2 separate regions of the Sus scrofa genome follow, and region 2 is linked to region 1. Evidence: chromatin contacts called from public Hi-C data. All regions are on one chromosome and are shown on one strand. Each heading gives the region's core, a stretch centred on a gene start, on an enhancer-like site or on the middle of the called end of the contact. The rest is flanking DNA. Distances are from core to core; before and after follow the strand shown. Region 1 holds the start of LOC110260477 (splicing factor, arginine/serine-rich 19-like). Region 2 holds the start of ZNF706 (zinc finger protein 706).

Region 1 (5,339 bases), core at 1,724-4,223:
GCTGAGTCCATTTTAGAAGTTTAAGATATCGCAGTATTACACTAAACAAAACATGACTTTTAACAGGATGTGGCTGTTTTAAAAAGAAAATGTATTTGTAAAAGAAAATACACAAATTTGTTTTGAGTCCCCTAAAGTTTTCTTCAACTGAGCAATTTATTGCATTACCATGTTGCCTGTCCAATCTTACTGCTTTTCCAGTGAAGACTAAAGTCTACCTAATTATAGCCTTTTTCATCCAAAACAATCATTTATCATTTCATTTGTGACTATCATAGATACATTTTGCAGATTAAAAAAAAAAATCAAGCCATAGAAATATGCACTCTTTCCTATTATCAAAACTTACTAACACTTGGTAGATTTTTATATGAAGACAAAAATATTCTGGGTTTATTCTAGTAAGTTAAAAGGTTCCAGAAAACCAAGCTCTTCTGGAAAGAGATTTCACTCAAAGCAATGCAGCAATAGGTTGATCTTATTACTCTGCAACTAGATATGCAAACTCGATTTTTCTTTTGAAGGGGAGACACAGAACAGCTCCATCAAGTCAACCACTTTCAAACTGAGGGAGCATGACTATCTCAAATGCTGCCTTCATAAATCTCAACAGACCAGACATTTTTACTGCTTCTAGATACAATTATAGGTTCCTAAGATTTTCTTTCCTATTTTTTCAAATATCTGCCACCTCTGATGCCATGATCTCATCAAATCCATCTGTCTTTTCTTAACTTCATTAAATGAAAACTGAAGACAACCCAAATATGCTTAATATCGAATATTGACCCTACAGGAAATCAAAAACAAAGCTGATTGTTTACACCAGAAATTTAAAAAAAAGATAAGGTAGCTTTAAAAAGATACATGTTAATTTCTGAGACTAGCTGAAACAAAAGGAGTGCTCAAAAATTATTCAAAGTGCCCAACACAACTGCAAAATACGTTTAGGCATGCATAGTCAATTGAGTAAGCTAGTCAGGATTCCTGGTATATAAAGTTAGAACTAATATAGAAAACATGCCCTACTTCTCTCTTGGTTCAAATTTTCTGAGGTACAAGACAAGGTGCACCACAAGCACTATCAACTTGGTTCTATGAATGACAGTACAGCTATCCTGACTACAAGCCTGGTTCTAAAATTTACAAAAAAAAAAAAAAAAAACTTATGAGAAAGTCTTAACAAAAGATCCGTAATGAAATAAAACTGGAGTAAGGACTGAATTACAAAATCTTAAAATAAATGACTTAGAACTCATCCCAGTATTTAAAGGAACTACGTGACAACTCCAAATGGTTAATATTTTCAGAAAGTATTCCAAAAGTTTCACAAACATGTTAAATACAATATGGCTACAGCAAAGATTAGACAAATCCGAACCCAATGCCAGAAGCCTCCAGCTTCTCGGATCGAAAAGCTGTTCGCCCCACTCCCAGACCGAGGCCAATATCTTAGCAGCAAGTTAGGCCTCTTCCTCCCTCCGGGAAGCGCATGACAAACAGGGCGTCATGCAATTTATGTCACCGGTCACTTAACAAAAATATCTAACTTCTAAACTTGAGCCGAGATGGCCTTCTAAACTCAAAAGGAATAGAGAGCAGCGAAAGTGTTGGGAGAGAAGGAGGCTTAAAATGTCCCACTCTCTAACCCTGTAAATACTTAGCCCATCATTAGATCTGAGTCCTGGATTCTAAGACTGGCTTTAATGGAGTCTTCCCTCAACCTCCTCGGAGGCTGTTTTGCAACAGTGAAGGAACTTTTCCTGCTTTATCTCAGTTCCCTGAGAGCATGCGGCCCTGCAATTCAATATCCTAAACTGGCACTGAACGGTGGAGGAGGGAAGGGGAGGAATCCAGGGCCAAAACAGCCTTCTTATGAAAGACAAAAAAAAAAAAAAAAAAAAATCATAAATCCTCCTCCGCCCAGAGCAAAACCCATCCCAGAAATTTACAGCATGTTAAGAAAAGCAGCAGTGCGAACTGCAAACGCAAGAGTTTTCCTTTGACTCTACGCACGGTTTTCAGCTGTCAAATTACAACTCAGGAAAACACTATCATTAGAATAAAAAAGGAAACAAAAAAGCTCGCAACATAGGGGCCGGGAGCAGGAGCTGCCAGCATCATTTCGGGAGAAGCAGAGCAAAGGGAACCCAATCCACTTCCCCACCTCCGCCTAAATTTATCCCCTCCCGGGACAGGCAAACCTCACTGCAGGGACTCAAATTTAATAATAATAACAATAATCATGGCGCTTCCTCCCTCCCCCCAACCGCGATCTGCCGGGAATCAGCTTCTCCCCACCCACCCCCCTCCCCCGGGATCTCCAGGCCCGGATGGTCCAGAACACCCCACCGGACACGGCTCCCCGGGGCCCGGGCGAGCCCAGCCTACCCCGGGGCCCCACGCCCGGCTTCTCCTCTTCCCTCTCTTTTTACCTCCACCATCCCCCATCCGCATTGTCTGTCTCAATTCAACTTTGACTAATATGGATTCCTCGGGCCTGGGCCGGGCGGTAATTACATGCCCCCCCCCCCACACACACACACACCGGGAGCCGGACCCCCCCTCCCATCTCCACCGAGTTCAACGCGGCTCCTCCGTGGAGGGGGGGCGGGGGTGTAGGAAGGAGGGTGCAGTGCGCTTTCCCGTCCACACCACGCTCCCCACCGCCCCCGCGGCCCCGGGGCCCCAGGACCAGAAGTTTACCCCGGAGGGGCCTAGCCGGGGGCAGTGAGGACCCCCGTTCCCCCGCCGGCCGGTCGGCGCGTAAACACCGGCGCCCGCCCCGGCGCGGCCCCGTGGGGGAGGGGAGGGCGGGGAGGCGCCCCTCCCCCCGCCCGCCCGCCCGCCCGCTGGCCCTATTACCTGTCATTGAGCTGGTCCTCGGTGCCCGGCAGCGGGTGAACCACGAAATGGATGGACGTCATGGTGCTTCCTTCTCGTCCTCCTCCGGAGGACTGCCCCCTCCCGCTATGCACCCCCCGGATCCCTTCCCCTCCCCAAAACCCACAGCCGCCGCCGCCGCCACCTCCCAGTCCCCAAAAGGAGAGAAGCAAATGCGCAGGGGCCGCTGCCGCCTCCCTGCCGAGCGTGTGTCCGCGGCGCGGCGGTCCGGGCAGGAGGGCGGATCAACACGCCACCGGCTCCCCCGGCGACAGCGCGCAAGAGTGCGAGGCCGGGACCCGGGGCGCGCCGCCGCCAGCGGCAGCCGGGCGTCGGGAGAAGGGCCGACTGGGGAGGGAGGAGCGAGGCGGGCTGCGGGCTGCGGGGCTGGTGTGGTCCCGGCGGCGGACGGGGTCCGGAATAAGGAGGTGGGGAGGGAGATGAGCCCGCACCGCGCGTCACTGGCAAGAAGCCGCCGCCGCCGCCGCCAGCACCGCCGCCGCCATCTTCACTTCTGCCCCAGTTTCTCCGTCTCGCAGGCTCCGCTCCCGAGCCGCGGGGGAGGGGCGAACGGGAGGAGGAGGAGGAGGGAGGAGACCGGCGGGCGGGGGCACGGCTGCGAGGGGGCGGGGCTCCGGGAAACGGGCGGTAAGGCCCTTTCGATTGGGCGGCTCAACGTTGTCGGGCCACGACGCTGTAAGGCGCGTGCGGATTGGTCCGTTCTGATCCCGAGCCCAGCCCCCTGGGGGTGGGATATCTCCGGAGTGAGTGTTCCGGAGAGCACGTGTTAAGGGAAGAGGAGGCGGAGGGGTGAGCCGGTCGGGGTGGGGAGAACTGGAGGGAGGCTAAGTGTGTATCCCCCGGGGGAAGGGGGGGCTGGGAAAGAAGAGGGGGTTCTTCGTTCTCTCGCTCTTATTACCCTCGGGGAGGCCCTAATTATTTTGCGGACCCTTAGGGGGTTTTTGTTGTTTCTCGTCCTTGATCCGCAGCTATATTTAAAGTGGAAATGTAAAATTAGTCAAGGGGCAAGAAATACACAGCCTTTTACTGTAGAAGTAAGGTAGTTATGTAAGAACCTTTCCAGAAGGTCCAATAGTAGGATCCTAGAGCTGACTTTGCAGCTACTACGTTTATCACTCTGATCTCCCCAATTTCCCCAACACCAGCACCATCATATACCCGCACGAAGACAAATGTGGAAATTTCCACCCATTTCCTGCTTTGAATGATTCACGATTTTTTTTTTTTTACTACTTTTAAATGAAAGATGATATATCTCTTCTACAAAGATGTTTCGTTCTTCAGTTTACTGTCAGTGGGATCATAACTGCTAAATCTATCTGCTTTTTTCTAGGGAACCAGTTCATAGCTTTCTTCTCAAAGGCTTCTACAGCTGCTTCAGAAAATCAAGTACCTCTTTCAAGACAAAAAAAAAAGTGAAGGAGACCCCATCATGGTGCAGCAGAAACGAGTCCGATTAGGAACCATGAGGTTGCAAGTTCGATTCCTGGCTTCGCTCAGTGGGTTAAGAATCCCACATTGCTTAGAGCTGTGGTGTAGTTTGCAGATGCAGCTTGGATCCCACCTTGCTGTGGCATAGGCAGCAGCTGTAGCTCCAATTAGACCCCTTGCCTGGGAACCTCCATATGCCCCGGGTGGAGCCTTAAAAAAAAAAAAAAAAGAAAACATGAAGCCTCTTCTCCAGTATGTTTGGATATTCATTAAACCAGGGTTCCTATGAAACATTTTTAATATTAACTACCACTCTTCTGCTAATGCATTACAGACATAGACACACACACTCTTTTGCTTAGGAAGTTCTTTTGAACAAAATACATGAAAATTTATTTATAATTAAGATAGCGTAAATAGCCCTGGAGACAGATAATGGAACACTTTTGTAGGTCGCCAGCTCCAAATTGGCCCAGATTAATTTAGACTAAAAAGTGACTTCAAGGCCACTGTCTATTAGAAGTCCATGGGAGACATAGGGAAGCAGGGTAGACCAGTGGACACTGCTGGTTTTGGAGCTAGACAGATGTGAATTTGTGCCCTGTTTCTGTTGCTTAATGTGACTTTTATTAAATCATTTAACCTGTCATAAATATTTCTCATTTGCGAAATATTCCATAGTAATAGATCTATATAGGGTTTCAGTGAGGCCTAAACAAGTAAACAAGTGTTCAAGCTCCTAGACCACTTTATAATAGTAGTCTCAGCAGATGCTTTTATTTGTCTCACTATGTGCCACTTGGCAAATGTATCACTTGACTACATACTACTTTATACACTTAGGTCTTTTAATAGCACCCTCTGGGGTAAATAATATTCTCTCCATTATATAGATGAGGACACTGAGGCTAAAACACTTACGGTAAGTGCTGAAGATGAGACTTAAACCTAAGTCATCTAACCTGATTCCATTGCTCTTTCCACTATACCACAATGGTATATGC
Region 2 (5,076 bases), core at 2,393-4,892, 1.1 Mb before region 1:
CTGTTTCCAAAACTGGAAACAATCTATATACCTGTTAATAGAAAAATGGATACATAATTTGTGGTAAATTGATACAAAGGAATACTATGCAGCACTCAAAGAGGAGCTATTGTTACAAGTAACAATATGGTTGTATCTCAACATTAAAGGAAAGAAGCCAGATACAAAGAACATATGTTGTATCAAGTTGAAAACAGGCAAAGCTAATCCAGGAAGTAATGCTAGGGAAAAGGGGCATTTGGGGGAATGTGGGGGTTTATCTTGATCTGGGTAATGGTTACACAGGCACATTCACTTATAAGAAATCATTGAGCTATATATCTAAGATTTGTACACTTTTCTATATGTGTGTGATCTTTTAAGTTTACCAAAGACAATTTAGCCCTTTCCTCCGTCATTTGATGGTTTTGCAAAGGTACTTTCCCCTTCCAGAATTCACTGCTGTGACTTGAGATTCTTACAATTTGAAGAGTTCCTGCTGTGGTGCAGTGAGTTAAGAATCCAATTGCAGTGACTGGGTCGCTGCATAGATGTGGGTTTGATCCCTGGCTGGGAGCAGCAGGTTAAAGGATCGTGCAGCTGTGGCTCCAGATTCAATCCCTGGCCTAGGAAACTTTCACAGTTTACTGTGTATGACAATTAAAAAAAAAGAAAAAAAAAAAAAAAGGCTGTCATCTTATGCCTCTAAAGCAGCTCATAGAACAATGGGAACTGCTCTCTTAAATACTTAGGTTTCCTACAACCGTTGTGTTATCCTTTCTAAAAAATTGACCTTTGGGGGTTCCCATTGTGGCTCAGTGGTAAGGAACCTGACAGTATCCATGAGGACACAGGTTCGATCCCTGACTTCGCTCAGTGGGTTAAGGATCCAATGTTGCTGTGAGCTGTGTTTAGGTCACAGACGCAGCTCAGATCTAGCGTTGCTGTAGCTGTGGCCCAAGCCAGCAGCTGTAGCTCTCACTTGACCCCAAGCCTGGACACTTCCATAAGCCATGGATGCAGCCCTAAAAAGACAGAAGGAAAAAAAAAAAAAAGTGATCTTTGTAGGATGCTAGACAAATTATTAAATAAGATTAAGGGTAACTTTAAAAAAATTAAAGACACTGCTTTTTACTACTGATGATCTGAAATGAACCTAAATGTGCTAAAAAAATTAACGGAAAAAGGCTACTTTTACAAAGGCTTCTTTTAGGTAATATAAGTTAAACCTCTTCATAAAAGGCCTAAAATGGAGTCTGTCTCTTTTTAAATACTTTAAAACTGGATCTAAATAGAATTCTTATGTATAGTTTTGACTAGCAGTGAAATTAACTTTAAACTTTTAAATCACTGCAGGACATGAACTCACAACGAATCTACAACTTCACCAAAAAAGAATGCTGTTTTTTTGTTTTGTTTTGTTTTCTGACTAGAACCCTAGATAGTTAACAGATATGAGGTCAAAGCATTTCATTAAAATACCTGAGCTTCTCCCAAAAAGAAAAAGGGAAACTGCGAAAATAAATCTACTGACTGGACAGAGTCCCACCAGCATTAAACACCGAACTACAAGTCAAAATATAAAGGCCAATCAACCCTTTTCTAAAAGCCAACTAAATATTTTAACAAATTACAAAAATGTTTAGTATGCTAGTCTAATATAAGAACCCTATTCCCACCCAATAATGGTAAATAAACCCAGATGTGTTAGCTTTTGGAGAATAAACTTCCATTGTGGTTATTTTTTAAAAACCAAATCTTTATTAATTCCAAGCCAAATGGAATGATTTTTTTTTAAAAGTATATTTATGGCAGCTGTACAAACCTATTCCCATGGAAACAGATTTGGATACGTTTGTATTATTTGGATGACAGTCATGTATTCAATCTTTTTTTATCCCGATGTTTATAATGTTCCTAACATCTCAGTGTTAGAATATTTCAGTGCTCTCAGGTCTCTGAACTCTTCCACATAATGTATGCTAAAGATGTTAACATAGTGACTGTACGGATAACCTCTTAATTGTTATACACTGAAAAAAAAATTGTGAGAAGGGAAGCTACTAATTCTAGAAGTTTCTTTGATATCTAGAAGTTGTTAGCTATTTTAACATTTTCATGCAGGGATCTGTACAAAGGAATGCCATTAAATACACATTATTTTTAACTTTTGCAGTTCCAATTTCTTCTAATACATAACATTACACGATAGATTTAACCCATTTTCACTGTCATCTAACAAAAGTAACAAACAAGCCATGAAAGCTTTAATAAATACGTCTGTGGTTGCTGTTCTTATTTTTGAAATAGAAAGCCTAACATCAGGTAAAGGAAACTCAATTAGTCTAAATGTGTTAAGATCGGCCCCTAAGTTCTAACACGCTGCATTGATTTCCTTCCTGAAAGCAGAAATGCAAACGAACAAACCACCTGCTTTTGGACAGCTCAACTTAGGACTTGCTCTCAAGCCAATCGAATTTTCTACAAAACCTTAAGCAATAACTAAGCATAACTTCTCCCTGATTAAATGCGCCAAACTGTGGAGCAGGAAGTCATGTACAACCCTAAAAGTTGGTTTTTAATATAACTCTTATTTTGGACGATTCTCGGAGGGGGCTGCAAAGAGGGAAGTAACAGAGCGAATAACGAGTTCTTCCAAAACGAGGAGCTCTTATCGGAGGTAACAAGTTAAGCACTGCCCCAAAGACCCTCTTAGAACCAAAACAAATAAGAGAGGAAAAAAAAAGATTTTGGATCCAGGAAGTAGGATCATCCTCCCTAAGAATGTGAAGCGAAGAGGCCCAGGCAGTGTTCAACATCCTGACCCTGGCTTTTAACTCCATCCGTTTTGGAGAGGCAGAGGATGAAAGCACCAGCCGTAAGGTCTATTTCTCTCAGCACTTCGCTGAACCCAGCTGCAGCCGGGCGCATCTTCCTTCTCGATCCGGTCTCTTCAGCCTCAGAGAGCCCCCTCCTCTTTTCTGCCACCCAGTCTCTCTCTACCCGCCACTCCCCACGGACCCCGGCCCGAGACGTGCCTCCCGGAGGCCTCAGCTGTCCGAAACCCGGCCCCTTGACCACGGGGAGTCCCGGCCTCGAGAAACCGGCCAGCTGCTGTCGCCAGAGGGTAAGGTTACCGCTCGGCTACCGGTCTGCGACCCGGCCACCTGCAGGGCCTGGCAGGCGCCCGAGCTTCCCCTCCTTCCGCGGCCCGCGCCGGACAGGACGGGCTCGGCCGCCCCCGGGAGGCGGGGCAGGCCGGTGGCCCCTCGCGACCTGTGGTAACCCCCATGGTTCCCGCCGACCCCGCCGGCGGGCCCCCACCCGGGCTCCCGGGCGTCCTGTGCGGCGTCAGCGCCGCCCCCACAGCCGCTTACCCGGGCCGGGACAGTCTTGCGTCTGAGAGACCGCGCAGCGCGAGAGCGCCGGGGAGGTGGCCGGAGAGGAAGGGGAGCGCGTCCAGCACCGCTTCGACCTCCTCCACCCGCCAAGGAGGGGAAAAGGGAGAGCCGAGAGCACAACAGCCCGCGCCTCACACCCGCCGCCGCCGCCGCCGCCGCCGCCGCGCGCGCCCGCCGCCGCCTCAGCCTTGGGGGAGGCCACTACGCCTCGTGCTCGCGCACGCCGCGCTGCTCTCCCAGTCGCCCCAGCGCCGCCCGCTTCTCCCTGCTCCCGCCCACTCGCCTTCCTGCTGAGGCCTCCTCCCCGCCCCCACTCTCTAGCGCGCCTGCCCCTCTTCCGGCCGCGCGGGCCAATGGCAGCGCGCCCCTATTACATAAGTGGAGAGGCGGGGCCTGCAGGCTGAAGGCGGCCCCTCAGAGAAGGGAACTGCAGGGGACGTCGCGCTCTGTCCTCTGTGCCCCTCCCCTGCCGCGTGCTCTCTCCGGGCGGCTTTAGCCGGCCCTGGGACCCGCGTGATCTCGGTCCTGGCTGGTGACGGCCCGCAGTGTGATTCACAAGTCGCTCGCTCACTCATTCGGGCGGTGGCCGGGCCTCAGCCCCTGCGTCCCAGGTCACGAGCCTCCCACCTCGGCGGCGCCCTCCTGTGTCCCAGCCTGGGGAGGGTCCCGGTGAGGCGCGCCAGCCCCGCGGCGCTAAGGGTCGCCGACCCGGGAGCCCGCCACCCAGGCGCACTGCCGTCCCCGCCTCCTGTGAGGCCCGGGCGGGCTGGTCGGCCCTTAACTGGGACGTGCAGCCTTTGTTCGCTCACCAGCTGCCCTTTACCTCGTTTCCGGGGAAACCCTGGTTACTCTACGAATCTGGGAATTTTAGAGAGTTCAAGATTCAGGCCTGAGTGTCTCGCTGAAAATTGCCGGCCAGGCCTCCCTGACCATTTTAGTCTAACTACTTAGCAGTTTAATCAGTTGTTACTATTTGGGGGAATTGTGTGTGTGTGTGTGTGTGTGTGTGTGCGCGTGTGTGTTACTTGACTTAGAGGCCACGACGGCTAATTTCCAATATGTGATCAAGAGCATGGCGATTTAGTAATTATTAAATCTGTTTATCTGGAAAGGCCTTTTAGACCTTGGCTTTAGTCTGCTGCTTCCCTCCTCCCCCCTCCCCTCGCCTCCGCCGCCGCCACCCAACACACGTTTGTTTCAAATTAGAACTACAGATCCAACAACAAAGGAACTCTTGGCATTTGACATTCTCACCTTGCCTCCGCTCTCCTAATTTATCTGTCAGCGCCCAGGAAATGGTAGTTGAATGTAAATACATGGCAAGTTACTAGGATAACTTGGGTGGACCGGGGTATATATATCACAGAATTGTTGAAAATAGCCAGGGAGGAGTTAACTGCTTAATGAATTTGGGTGGCATACAACTTGTTCAGTCGTTCCTTTTCCTCCCCACTTCAGGTCCTCTCACTTTTCACACCCTCCCTTCCATATTGCAGTTTTAAACGACAGGTTCAAATTTTAATCTCTCTCCAGTGCTCAATTGTAAGCTCATTTTCGCCGCTGCATACCCAGTGCTTAGCAGTATATGAAATATAGTAGGGGGTGAGTAAATGGCTATTGATCAGATTAACTGATGTGTATCAAGAAAGCAGAACTGGGAGTCCCCATCGTGGCGCAGTGGAAACAAATCCCACTA

The links. Hi-C and Micro-C count contacts between places; a contact is called where the count stands out from the background.
Region 2: a contact with region 1 is called in a Hi-C map of skeletal muscle, with 4 times the contacts expected there. The contact joins the promoter of ZNF706 here to the promoter of LOC110260477 in region 1. A contact is called at or near these places in 2 of 47 Hi-C or Micro-C datasets (heart right ventricle and skeletal muscle) and 1 of 2 datasets of contacts at active chromatin or transcription factors (skeletal muscle).

The regions. Positions count from the first base shown.
Region 1 is chr4:34,643,870-34,649,208 of Sscrofa11.1, reverse strand. It overlaps LOC110260477 (splicing factor, arginine/serine-rich 19-like), which reads left to right and starts at 2,973. Exons shown (of 2, transcript XM_021090802.1): 1 at 2,973-3,693; 2 at 4,238-4,395. The coding sequence starts at 2,973. The coding sequence ends at 3,674. UBR5 (E3 ubiquitin-protein ligase UBR5) reads right to left here and starts at 3,399. Exons shown (of 59, transcript XM_021089039.1): 1 at 2,866-3,399. The coding sequence starts at 2,927.
Region 2 is chr4:35,766,653-35,771,728 of Sscrofa11.1, reverse strand. ZNF706 (zinc finger protein 706) reads right to left here and starts at 3,642. Exons shown (of 4, transcript XM_003481371.3): 1 at 3,357-3,642.